2 separate regions of the Astyanax mexicanus genome follow, and region 2 is linked to region 1. Evidence: chromatin contacts called from public Hi-C data. All regions are on one chromosome and are shown on one strand. Each heading gives the region's core, a stretch centred on a gene start, on an enhancer-like site or on the middle of the called end of the contact. The rest is flanking DNA. Distances are from core to core; before and after follow the strand shown.

What was found. Hi-C and Micro-C count contacts between places; a contact is called where the count stands out from the background.
Region 2: a Hi-C map of muscle shows a contact between it and region 1, with 10 times the contacts expected there. The contact joins the promoter of rtf2 here to the enhancer-like site in region 1. A contact is called at or near these places in 2 of 3 Hi-C or Micro-C datasets (both in muscle).

What each region holds. Positions count from the first base shown.
Region 1 is chr5:6,860,651-6,867,692 of AstMex3_surface, forward strand. eya2 (EYA transcriptional coactivator and phosphatase 2) reads right to left here. Exons shown (of 17, transcript XM_049479489.1): 13 at 4,579-4,739; 14 at 3,279-3,393; 15 at 2,061-2,182; 16 at 1,742-1,842; 17 at 1-1,181. The coding sequence ends at 1,101. Among protein-coding and RNA genes, the nearest start is that of LOC103030576, 44 kb to the left of the region's middle. Within about 2 kb of position 1,776, the one cell type or tissue checked has an H3K27ac peak away from gene starts, as active enhancers do.
Region 2 is chr5:6,975,401-6,982,560 of AstMex3_surface, forward strand. rtf2 (replication termination factor 2) reads left to right here and starts at 4,532. Exons shown (of 9, transcript XM_007252676.4): 1 at 4,532-4,727; 2 at 5,252-5,346; 3 at 6,396-6,489. The coding sequence starts at 4,659.

The sequences.
Region 1 (7,042 bases), core at 526-3,025:
GCTTTCTTCAGCTGGCTTTTACAAAATAATGCGTTATTAAATATTTTACAGTACTTTTAACTTTTAACTCTGAGAAGGATGGCAAGTCGTCAATGTCAGGTAAAAAAAAAATATATATAATGTGAACCCAGGAGTCAGTCATTAATCAAAAATGTGGATTAATGGACCAAAAAAAAGGTTTCAACTTGATTTGTTGTAAATTTGCCATTTTTAAGAGGAAAACAACTGATTGTGTTTGTTAAATATTTACTGTAAAATAAAAAAAGTGGAATTTCACAATATTTCACACTTTTTTTCACCTGAATGAATGGATCAATGCTTGTATCATTAATGCATTACTAATAAAAAAATACAACAAACAGAAACAAACAAATAAACAAACAAAACTTAAAAAATGGCTAAATCTATGCTTTTCCCAACTGATTCTGAATCATAACACTAATTCCCTCAATTGTGCTTTATTAATCTAGAAGATATTAGTGAATTTCACAGTTTAAAAAGTGACTACTGTTAACAGAATGTACAGAAAAACCTTTTTACTCTTACAAAACTCTGCATTATTCACGCCTACTCTCTGATCTAGGTCTCATCTACAGTAAACTACTGCAGCTTCTGGTGAACTGATAGAAAAAAGATGTGAGCATAAATATTTGAATTATTTTCCCTCAAAATCAAAATCAGATTCTACATTTTTTACCTTTTACAAATGATACATGAACATTTGTCTTTAATTCAGATTGTCTCTGATATTAACAAACAAAATACACAAAAAAATAAAATAAAACTAGAATTTTGAGTCTTTGAAAGCACTCTCAAGGTCTTCGATGGGCCGCTGTCTTCAGTGCAACGCTCCACTGTATAAAACGGAGGCTTGTCACAGATGAAGAAAAAAAGACAAAGAAAGAAAAAAAAAACAAAGAAAAGAAAAAAGAAGTTTTTGTTGGATTGAGTTGAAAGAAACATATTTCCAGTAAGTTTGCAGCTCCCTGCTGATTGGTCCTGCAGTTCTTGGCCCGGCCATGTGATTACTGTTGACCGCCTGTGTCTTATGAATAGCGAGAGGCAAAAGAATCGAAGTCAGAAAGGGCAGATTCTGCCCTCTAGAGGTAATCCAGCTCTAGTGCGTGACTCAGTGCCTCCAGGTCTGCTCTGCATGTTACCCTCCAGAAAGGCATGTTTTTCTGCAAAAAAGATAAATATAAAGGTTAAACTAACAGCAAAAATGAAGATAAATTCATTTTAAATGTCGAATTGCCGTGATTTAAGAGAAAAAACACTAAAGTTAGACACTAAAAGTGTCTTTTTAAACACTTAAAGAACCTCCCCAAACAGTCAAAGAATTCTGAAGTATATTTTATAACCAGGTAATTTTATTTAAATTTTTTTTTCCATTTTTTCCCCAATTTACATGGCCAATTGCACAACCCACTCATTAGGACTCCCCCTATCTCTAGTGATGCCCCAACACCAGAAGAGCGAAGACTAGCACATGCCTCCTCCGATACATGTGAAGTCAGACTAACGCTTGGAGGAAAGCGCAGCGACTCGATTCTGATACATCAGCTCACAGACGCAGCCTTGTGCTGATCGACATCACCCTTTGAAGTGATGAGGGGAAAAAACACAATCTACTGTACCCACCCAGAGAGAGCAAGGCCAATTGTGCTCTCTCAGGGCTCCGACCGCTGATGGCAAGCTACATAAACAGGATTCGAACCGGCGATCTCCAGATCGAGCTTACCTTCTTTGCCACAGTCTCCTCCTCCACACCGTCTCCGATCACCACGTACACCGCCCGCCTCCCGAACCTCTGAGCCACTCGCTCAAAACAGCTCTCCTTACCTACCAACAAAAACAGACACAGCTCAAGCTCAGCTCACCATTTGAGTCTAATCCACTTATTGGTCTAAACTATTACATTGTCACAAAAGTAGACAGTGAGAGGAAACAGTTTTTAGCTTTTAGTGTTAAATTAACACAGTGATTAATGGAGTTTATCAATCTCAGTGTTAATTTAACAATAAAATCTAATTTGATGTGTACATTAAAGAGCCACATACCGGTTTTGGTAGCACTGTAAATGTTCTCGATAGGAAAAGCTCCTCCAAGACCATACAGCAGCACTTTGGACAGAGCAGGGATGAGCTGAGTCGTGGTGACCATCACATTCACACAGTTTGGTCTGAGGAAGAAAGGAAAAGTAACTTTGAGTTTCAGGCATTAAAATATTTTGGCAGTAAATAAAAAAAAAGAAGTAAAAAACATGGAAGTTATTCCTTTAATATTCTTAACCAAAAAAAGAAAACGACCATTAGACCACTTTGGGTAGTTTTTGACCTAGTTGACATACTAGTTCATCTTAAAAAAAAGTTCAAAATGTGAAACTCATATATTATATAGATGTATTAAACACAGTGATCTAATTTTAGTGTTTATTTCTTTTATTGTTGATGATTATGTCTTACAGCCAATAAAATAAAAAAATCAGTGTCTCAGAAAAGTAGATTATTATATACGACCAACTGATACTTTTTGCCAGTGTGGGCAGTGTGCCAAGTCCTACTGGAAAATGAAATCCTCGTCTCCATAAAAGTTGTCAGTAGCAGAGGGAAGAAGCATGAAGTGCTGTAAGATTTTGTGGGAAAACAAAACTGCACTGACTTGATAATAAAACACAGTGGATCAACACCAGCAGATGACATGTCTCTCCAAACCATCACTGATCATCAGTAAATGTTACATTTCATTTGTAAATCAAGGGATCAGAGTCTGGAGGAAGAGTGGAGAGACACACAGTCCAAACTGCTCGAGGTCTAGTGTGAAGTTTCCACCAATCAGTGATGGTTTGTAGAGACATGTCATCTGCTGGTGTTGATCCACTGTTCTTTATTATCAAGTCTAAAGTCAGTGCAGTTTTGTTTTCCTGCAAAATCTTACTGCCAAAAGTACAAATTGATCTTATATAATATTCTAATTTTCTGAGATACTGATTTTTGGGGTTTCATTGGCTGTAGGCCTTAATTGTCAACACTAAAAGAAATAAACGCTTATAATAGATCACTCTGTGTTTTTAACTGAATTACTGAAATAAAGTAACTTTTCAATGATATTCTTATTTTTTGAGATATGTTAGTATATGGTACTCCTGACAGGTAGCCTACTACTACTTTAATTAGTTTTCTAAATGCTATTTAGAAAAGAGAGTGAGGATTAAACCAAAAAAAAATGTTGTACACATGCATTAGCAGATGCTTCTTGTTATTTTGACTATGTCTCACCTGGAGTTAATGAGAGCCAGAGCCTTCAGAGCATGCGTGAGCCACAGGTCTGTCAGAGCCTCCATTTCTCTCCTCAGCTGAAGCCACTCCTCTCGTTTTGGACTGCCCAACAAACCTGCCAATCAAAGCAGAGAAAAGTCGAAAACTTCAGTTAGAGAAAATCTATTTAATAGTGCATCCAGATCCTGATGTATAGCTGTGAATTTCCAGGGCCACAGGCTCTTGCAGGAGGTTTAACTGGATTATAATGCAAGTAGATGGTTGTAGCATTCAGTATAGTGAACAGGCGCTAGAATAAGGCTGTATGATAATTCATACTTTAATCATTATGAGTTGCGATATGAGTTTTCATGAAAAACACAGAAGAGCAGCAATAACTTTATAAATAACAGAAATCTCCAACTGCATTACCCGTGTGCAGCAACAGAGGGCGCTCTGCACATTGCAAATGATTATAAATTATGATTTACAGTCAAAATTTAATACAATTATTTTTTTAAGCAATTGACACCCCTAATATAATGATATAATATAATTCTGCCAATCTAACATTGATTCTTTTTTTTACATTTAAACATCCAATATTAAAGGCTTAGTTTTAAGAAGAAGTGTGATTAATCGTGATGAATTGTGATTGTAATCTTTTTAAACAATGGACACCACTAGTAGTTACTGATTAACATGCAAATGGTAAAACCTGACAGTTATAAAAGGGTGAACTGGGCACTCTAATATTTGGTAGGACCGCCTTTAGCTTTGATTGCAGCACACATTCATTGTGGCATTGTTTCAATAAGCACCAGATTTATTTCAATCTAGTGTTTCATTAATTTTTCACCAAGATCTTGCAGCAGCATTGATGATGGTAGAGTCTGACCACTGCACAAAGCAGCTCTTCTCCATCCAGCACATCCCAAAGATTCTCAATGAGGTTAAGATCTGGACTCTATGGTGAACTCTCTCGTGAACTCTCTCTCAATCCATGTGTGTAAATGATGATCTCATGCTCCCTGAATCCTGAACTCTTTCACAATTCCAGCCCCATAAATCCTGATATTGTTATCTTGGAATATACCAGTGCAATCAGGGAAGAAATAATCTAATCCATTGATGGAATAACCTGGTCTATATTCAGTATATTCAGGTAGTCAGCTGACCTCATTCTTTCAGTACATACTGTTGCTGAACCTAAACCTGCAGACCAACTGCAGCATCAACCAACCCCACATCATTTACTTACTTAAATCCAGGTGGAGACTTTCCTTTTTTTTATTATTGGCTTCATCTTGACTTCACTCACCTCCTACGTTGTTCTTAAAGGTGTTGTAGATCTCTTTTACTCGTCTGTAGCGGAAAGCGAGTTTCCTCATCCAGTCAACACCACCGTGAACCCCTGAGCCAAGGCACAGAGCACCTCCACCTGCTGGACTCTGGAAGCCGTCCGTTCCAAAGTTATACGTGCTGCAGAGACAGACAGCAGAAACATATACGTGAGGAAGTTATCAATATATTTACATAAATACCTTCCCTAAAAACACAAGAAAAATGGTTAATACTTGTGTAAAAAGGGCAGCTTTGATGATTTTTTAAACAAAGCTGTGATGCATTCTCAGTAGGGGTGGGATGAAATGTCGATATTTGTGATATATCAATAAATATTTTGTTTGTGACACATTATTGATACATGGTGTCAAATATCAAAATTCTTATTGAAACAGGCGCTCGAAACTGCCTAGACTTACTACTCAATTAGACTTACTAAAGTTACTGCTTCATTACTCCACGTGGAGGCCCTATAATCAAGTGAATAGACTAAACCTGTAGTAAAGAATATTGGTTGTTAAATTCTGTGAAACTGACTATAATACTTAAACTATAATACCATAATTCCTGGTATTTTCTTAATTTGGAGTATTTTATTCTGTATTCTTCAGTAACCAAATGCCGTGAAGAACCGTAGAGAATTGTCTTGCAATAAATAATCAACCATAGCCTGTGTTTGTCTTTTCTGCTCTTTGAGCACATGGCCCTGTTTTGTTATTGTCTTGTCTCCTCCCTTGTCTCCACCCTAGTCATTAGTGTTCTCACCCCTTGTTTCCTTCTCCAGGTGTTTCCTGTTTCCCAGTTTGTATATGTACCCCTCATATTCCTTTGTTCTTTATCCTGCTTTTTGTTTGACCCTGTCCTGTTAAAATCTTCTTTAATGTGTTATTGCTTTACATTTGTGCAAGTTTCTGTTTTTTCCTTTAGTTTTTTGTCTGTTTGTTTGTTTATTTTGCTTATTTGTTTGTTACTCATTGTTAGTTCTTTGTTTGTTTTTTAGTCATATTCTTATTGTGTGTTTCATTTTTTCAGTTTGTGTTTTTTTGTTGTCTTCTTTAAAAAAAAAAAAGACCATAAAACTCGCTTGCATTTGCATCTGGCCTCAGAAGTGTTGTAATATCAAAGTATTATGATATTTTTGCTGTGGGAAAAGTATTGTGATAATATTTTGCTGTGAGATTCCCTGTTATTCCCAGCTCTTATTGTCAGAGAACTGTACACGTGCCAAACTCAAAATCCTTGATTTATTCCTGTGAACTAAAATTTGTGATTGACTGTATCGAACCTTTGCAATAATAGCTGGTAATAGCACCACAGATCAGCATGTAGAATTGGAGCTTTCAGCATGCTACCATGTGAGTAATAATGCCTAGTTTACACTACACCACTTTAGCCCAGTGTTTCATTTGATGACAGTTTGAGTCGCAGCAGCCCAACAAGTATTAGGCATGCTAAACATCTGACCCAGTCGGCGACTGGGAGTCAGGAGCAGCAGCTACTTAAAGCCAATAAAATCATGGTGACAGAAAGAACCACGGGTCCAAAACACATCTCCTGCATTACCAGAGCCGTTTATGGAGAGTCTGACCACTTTCCGTTTCCCCTGTTTAGATCATAAAATGACTGTTAAACTCTAGAGGGAGCCAACGAGTGAGTCCTCTTTGAATGGGGTGAATGAAGCTAAAAGCTAAAAACTTTAAATTAATAATAAGTCATGTAGTGTGAAAGTTCTACAACTGTAGGATTCGCAATTACAGCACAACCAGTCATGTAGTGTAAACAGCACTAAGACTGACGACTCAAAAAGTGGTGTAATGTGAACCTGACATCAGTGTAGTGTGTGTATAAGGTTAAGTGTGTATGTCTGGACGTCCTCATTGCAGGAACACTGGTGCTTTTGTTTTGCTGCAGCTCTGCTTGGTTTGATTGTGTGCTCAGGTTTGTTTCTGGCTTTCTTTGTTTTTAATCTTCCGAGAATCTTCTTGACTAGACAGCGGTGTTCAGCTGGAGTTTACTGAGCGCTGAGCTGGAAATTTATCAACAAGGAAACGGAGCTTGACTTGGTCATGAACCAGGATATTTTTTTTATCCTGATTTTCTGCTCTCCAGTATGGTAAATATGTGTTTTTGTGAATGCTTCTTCTTCTCCTTTAATTAATAATTAAAAAAAAAAAAATATATATATATATTGTGTTAATAAATGTGTTTTGTTAATGGTTTAGACAGGGTATCAATAATAAATAAAAAAAGTGTGATGCCTATTCCCATGAACATTTATTTTTTGCATTTTTTATTTGTTTGTGACACTAATTAAATAAAAACTGGTAAATAAAAAATATTCAATAAATAAATTTCTTTACCAGTCCAAATATATCATTAGTAGTGCTGTGAATTGGCAAGATGTTGGCAATATGATTCAAATCATAATACAGGGGTTACTA
Region 2 (7,160 bases), core at 3,282-5,781, 120 kb after region 1:
GCGACTGGGGTTTTCAGGGGTGTGGAGAGGGGGGGTTGTTCCACTACTGCACATGTGGAGGTTTTCCCCCCCTCACTCACGGCCTTCAGGCCTCCCTCGTTAGCTCCATGGATGCTGCCAATTACTTCTCCTCTCGAGTGGTGGAAAACATCTTCTGGAATTCTGTTACCAAGAGTGAGGTCAGGTGGAGACCGGGAATCAGGAGCAATCAAGGAAAATGGAACAAGAAGTGCAATATCACTGTGGGAGACTTTTCGATATTTGATAAAACATGGTGGGTGGGTGCCCGGAGGGTGCCCTATTCCATCATACTGCACTTAGCAAAGTTTTTCCACAAGAAAAAAAAAACAAGAGAAAATGACAAGAAACTAGCAGAGTGGGTTTGGGCAAGAAGTTTTTATATTTAAACATTTAGTACAATCAAAATAATGAGTGTCTAAAAGTATGCAGCATTCATATATTATTTATTTTAAGTTGTTTTTCATTATAAAGGTACAATATTAAAAATTACAGCTAAATATTTATATATATTTATATAATATTTTTATTGTGAAATGCAATGTGAGAAAACACAAACAAATCTGTATTTAATATCTGTGGCATTTTAAGATTTTTGGGGAAATTAAATAAGGTAATTTAAGACTAAAACAGCAGAGTGTGAAGTCGCTAAATATGTTATCATACATATATTTTGTTTCATCCATCATCTAATAAACAACATCTACCTGATTCCTTTTGATTAATTAGGACAATTATAACATGCCTTTTGTGCATTTCAAGCCGTGCAAGGATTACTTTTCCCATCATTACGATATCAAAAAACACAATGACACGCCCTAAATTAAGATGCACGGTACACAGTTGAGGGCTTTCTGATAGACTGATAAAACAGAATCCTATGAGTTTGAAGAACTGCCACATAAATTAGGACTCAAGGCTGTATACTAATAGATTTTTTTAGATTTCCTCCTAGAACACTGTACTCAAGCCAAGAACAATATAGTATAAGTGCAAATGATTAAAACGAGTATGACTAAGATTATTGTAAAGGTGCTTAACCATGCTCGATAATAATAGACCTCGCTAATGTCAAGAGACCCCCTTCCGAAAGTCGTTTTAGTGAGCTTTAGTCACTGCACTATGATAACCCTTATTCAATTTGTAATGATGAGTCTAGAAACACCCCAAGTGGAGAGATTTGCCATTAGAGCCAGTGTGAGTGACAGATTGGTCTAATAGTGCTCCAGGTGCACTCGGATTAAATAAGGCGCAAAAAAGCCTCCCATTTTCAAACAGTCTAACATTCTTTTCCTATTGCACATATTTTGATGGACTACCTTTTGAAATCGAATCAAGATATGCCTTCCCTTCCCCGGTCGAGCCGTTATTATTTTAACCCCGAATGCGCTGTATGATCTCTATAGCATATCGGCCTGCCAAAATGTCCCCGGTATGCTTCGCTTCCTGCTTCGGAGGAGAAAAAGCAGAGAGAAGAAAAGTTGCATTCCTCAGGTTTCCAGAATTCTGGCCTCCTTCGAGTAGCTGGAGACTCTTTTGGATTGGGAGAGGCCTCTGCCAGTACAAACAGCGAGATGCCTGCCCAATTAGAGATGCTAAATGCATTTGACTTGCTGCCCCACCAAGCCTGATGAGTGCAGCTAATGCCTGCTCCAGGTTCAAAGGCCGGTTCAGACCGATTCCATTACGTCGTGAGGCATGACTTCTGATTGCATGAAAAAGGTAGAGCTCGGAGGTTCTCCAGTTCTTTTCAGAGACAGGCTGTGGCATGAAATAAGCAGCTCAGGATCTGGGCTTACACTCAGGTCAAGCTTTAGAACTTTTCTGGGGATTCTGGGGTTTTGGGATTTTGGGATGATTCCTCTTTATCCATCCAGCATCCAGCTTTTCTAGCTTAGGATCAGAACTTGGTATAAATACTTAGATATAAAGTTTTCATAGAGGTCCGCAGTCCAAAACCATAACTCGTGGTCCGAAGCCACAACTCACGCTTTATAAACTGCTGCTCGTATAGATATTGACATAGCTGTGTCGTTAACTATTAACATAATAGCTTTAAACACATTCATGCGCATCAATCATCCACAGCCATAGTCTTCCATAAAGTCTGCTGTACAAACTAATGGCACTCTAAGGTGCACGTCAATGGTAAAGCAATCAGCATCTCTGGGATACTCAGGAAATAGATTTTTATTAGCACTCAAGACAACTTTTATCTCCCAGCCCTTAGAACAGGAGTGGTGGCCTGTCACTGAGCATTTCTATTCATATTCATTATTGAAGGTGAGAGAAAATTGACTTAAAATGATTCTGGGAAGCCCCCTCCCTTACTTAAAGTGACCATATGACCTCTTTGTCTTGGACATGTGCTCTCTGTGGGATCTAAAAATATGTAAATGTATGTGATTTTTCATTATTATCATCTCAGCATCTATTTGTACAGATTTTGCAAAACAGGAAACAGCATTTCCAGCTTAAGTTTTTGAGATAAGGGCTGCAGAATTAGGGCTGCATACTTGCAATATTAATAAGATACAGTATCTACAGTACCACAATACATCGGTTATGAATTAATATATACCGCGATAATTAAGAGAATTTGTACACATTTGTACACTTTTGTGTGCTTCAAGCCACACAAGGCCTACCGGAACTTTTCCCATCGTTCCGATAGCAAAGACACACTGACACTCCCTTAATTAAGTTGCATAGTGCACTGCAGACAGCTCGCCTACAGATCACTAAAATATGATCCTGAAAGTCAGGAAAACTGCTACATAAAGTGTGCCTTGAGGCTGTACTAATTCATTTTTTTCCCGCTAGAACACTTTACTGAAGCCAAGAACAATATAGCAGAAGTGCAAATGATTAAAACGATTAAAATTATTGTAATGGTGCTGAACTGTGCTCACTAATAATAGACCTCACTAATGTCAGAGACCCCCTTCCTAAAGTCTATGATAACCCTTTTTCAATTTGTAATGACGAGTCTAGAAACACTTCAAATGGAGAGATTTGCCATTGCAGCCAGTGTGAGTGACAGATTGGTCTGTGTACTGGCAATAATGTACAATAAGAGTACAGTGTCTGTACTACCACAATACAGCAGTAATGATTCAATATATACCACAGTATATTGCGATACTGTAAGCAAGGTGATATATACATACATATATATATATATATATATATATATATATATATATATATATATATATATATATAGCGACCTATTAACCCTTTTCACACAATCTGGTTACAGAGGACAGTATTTAAAAGTCATCATTTTCTATGTCCATCAGTTTTACTGTTAATAATGCATGACAGCCTTTTAATGCAACATTATCAAACAACCCTGCACCATGTGTACTTCTGTACTTTTGTACTCAAGTGAGGATCTAAGGGGAGGACCTCTGTTTTACTGGAGTAATATTTAATGTTAGGTATCTCTATTTTAACTCAACTACATGTTTTGTGTACTGTCAACCACTGCTAAAACACACACACAAAAAAAAAAAAAAGTTATATAAACATTAAATGTGGTTTCTTTTCAGTGGAACCAAGTAAACCAAATATTCTGGGCCTATGCTGATAACCAATAAGAATGATCTTATTGGTTATATGTAAGAGACCACTTAAAAATGATATATATATTTTTTTATTTTACCAAATTGAAACCTCTGTAAATAATCAAGAGGAAGGTGGATGATCACAAGCCATCAAACCACGCTGAGCTGAATTTTTACACCAGGAGTGGCATAAAGCTATCCAAAAGCAATGTGTAAGACTGGTGGAGGAGAACATGCCAAGATGCATGAAAACTGTGATTAAAAACCAGAGTTATTCTACCAAATATTGATTTATTGAACTCTTAAACCTTTATGAATATTAACTTGTTTTCTGTGCATTATTTAAGATCTAAAAGCTCTGCATCTTTTTTACTATTTCAGCCATTTCTCTACAAATAAATGCTCTAAATTACAATATTTTTGTTTAGAATTTGGAAGATTTTTTTCCCCATAGTTTATAGTATAAAACAACAATCAATACAGCAATACAGTAGAATAAGAAATGTTATATAACTACAAGTCAGTTAGATTTAAATATTCTTCTGCTCTGTTGCAAATATATATATATATATATATATATATATATATATATATATATATATATATATATATATATATATATATATAGGTGTAGTTAATATTTCAAAAGTTAGAATCTTTTATCGTCTTTTATATGTATAATATTTTTCTGCACAAATAATTACATTTATCAAATATCACAAATGATTTTAGGTGACATCAAACCTGCACATTAAAGATTAGTTTATAGCAGCCCCAACTGTTTTATACAGCCCTAGAACAGTTTATTCAACACCATTCAGAAGTATTAGGCTCCATCTAGCGTTTAAACACGTAAAATAGGTAAAAACATTTTACAAACTGTTAATTTTAGCTGGAGAACACTCGGTGGCGGTAGGGCGGAGTTCTGTAGGCGGAGGCTCCCTCTTTCTGAGCTCTCCTCGTTTGTTTATTCGTCGACTGTCTGAACCAGCTTAGCTGTCCGTTTCTGTGTGTTTGTGGATATTTAGCTTATTTTAAGAGTTTATAAAATCAGTAACTTGGTATTTCAGCATGGGATGTGACGGAGGAACCATTCCCAAAAGGCATGAACTGGTTAAAGGACCGAAGAAGGTGGAAAAGGTAGTAAAACACAGCGATGTTTGGTTTGGGGATCTGAATTTGACGCTTGTAGCTTGGGTAACTGTTCCGTTCCACCTTAAGTAGTGTGATAGTAGTATATGGAGCTTAACTTAGCTACGCCGGCTAACTGCTATACTATTTAAGGTGGACTGGAACAGTTAAGTGAGAAGTTAGCATTTTAAGCTAGCTAACTTATGTCTTTTAATTTACACTTTTAACAACACCTGATAAATGTCTAGCTAGTTATCGTAGTCTGTTATTTGTTTAATTGTATGCAGTTTGTAGCTATTTAGCATTAGCTAATACTATTTTTCCACTGGTTTAAAACATGTTTGTTTGGCTACTTAACACTAGCTTAGCTAGGTTAGCAACTAGCATAGCTAGGTGAGCTAACCTAGCTTGTCGACTAGCCATAACCTATAGTTTTACGTTATAGTGATGACAGAATAAGCTAAAGCCGAGCTGTTAATATAGATTACGTTCTAGTATTGATTAATATTTGACCTAAATCTTGTATATTTCAGGTGGATAAAAATGCTGAACTTGCTGCTAAGTGGAAGTACTGCGCCCTGAGCCAGGAGAAGCTCAGGCGGCCCATTGTGGCTTGTGAACTTGGGAAGTAAGTTTGATTAAGAGTCTTATTTCTAATATATTCATTATATTAAGGTTGTATCATTTATGTCTTATATTAAATTCATGTATTATCTCAGAAAATAAGAATATTATATAAGACCAATTGGCATTTTTGGCAGTGTGGGCAGTGTGTCAAGTCCTGCAGGAAAATGAAATCTGCATCTCCATGAAAGTTGTCAGCAGAGGTAAGCATGAAGTGCTCTAAGATTTTGGACTTGATATAACACCAGCAGATTACATGACTCTCCAAACCATCACTGATCATCAGTAAATTTTACATTTCATTTGTAAATCAAGGAACCAGAGTCTGGAGGAAGAGTGGAGAGACACACAGTCCAAGCAGCTTGAGGTCTAGTGTGAAGTTTCCACCAATTAGTGATGGTTTGGAGAGACATGTCATCTGCTTGTGTTGATCCACTGTCTTCTATCAAGTCTAAAGTCAGTGCAGTGTTTTCCTGGAAAATCTTACAGCACTTCATGCTTCCTTCTGCTGACAACTTTTATGGAGATGCAGATTTAATTTAATTTAATTTAATTTTCCAGCAGGACTTGGCACACTGCCCACACTGCCAAAAGTACCAGTTCATCTTATGTAATATTCACATTTGTTTAAGACACACGCACACACACATATGAATACATACATAAGTACATGTATGGTTTGTTAAATTCAAATGGTTGAGCTGATTCAAATTATAAAAACTTTGAATTAAAAAATTCAAAGGACTCAACAGTATTAACATTAATTACTCAGGTAGTAGGATAGATACTAGGGTTTAAAATACTTCTGTAGAAGTTGAAGTATCAACTCAAGCTTTTTACTCAAGTAAAAATTTAAAATTACTGGTTTTACAAAACTATTTTAAGTACAAAAGTAAAAGTAACATAAGGGGAAAAATGCCATTAAGTACAAAAGCTTAGGGCTCACCACAGTGTCCTATAGTGTAATCTAAATAATGCTCCAGTAATGTATAGTAATAACAAATTGTTTGTACTTCATTATTGACACCTTTGACAAAATTATTATTTTAACAGATTGTACAACAAAGATGCTCTCATTGAGTACCTGTTGGATAAATCAGCAGAAAGACCAAATATCGAGGTTGTAGCGCATATTCGTGGAATCAAGGTGAGAAAAAAATATATATTTAATTGGTCATTGACCGTCAGGTGTGTTCATCTAACATGACGATTAGTTGTGAATCATGCATGTTAATTTTCACCAAAGCAACATGTTTAAGGTGTAGTTACTGTAAGTGTGAGTAGGTGCAGTTACAGTAGAAGTGCTAGAGAGTAACTTACTTTTATAATATTTGGAGAATTTAAAGTAATGAAATAGAAGTAAAGTGAGGAAATAGCTTCACCAGACGAGCTGAGTGAGGATGTCAGAGAATCTATTTTAGATTAATTATTGTTTAACTGTTTTAATAAATAGGCCTATGACCTGACTGCAATAAGCTAAAATGCTTTTACACGATTTGACTATAAAAACAACGACTATAAGGTTCTATGGTCTAGTCCTAGAATAAAACAACAATTTTGTTTAAATAAATTAATAATCATTCTCAAGATAATAATTAACGTCTGATGTAGTACTAAAGTACAGCAGGGTGTCTGTGTATTAGTATTGTGTCTGTGTATTGTGTATTGTTTATTGCTTTAGCTTTAGCATTACCTAATTTAGAAGACTGCAAAATCAGCCAAATACAACATTAGCTTACCATAATAAAGGAAAGTGAATGGAAACAAGGCTGACTGCAGAACAGCCTGACCTGACTAAAGGATTCCCTACAGCATGGT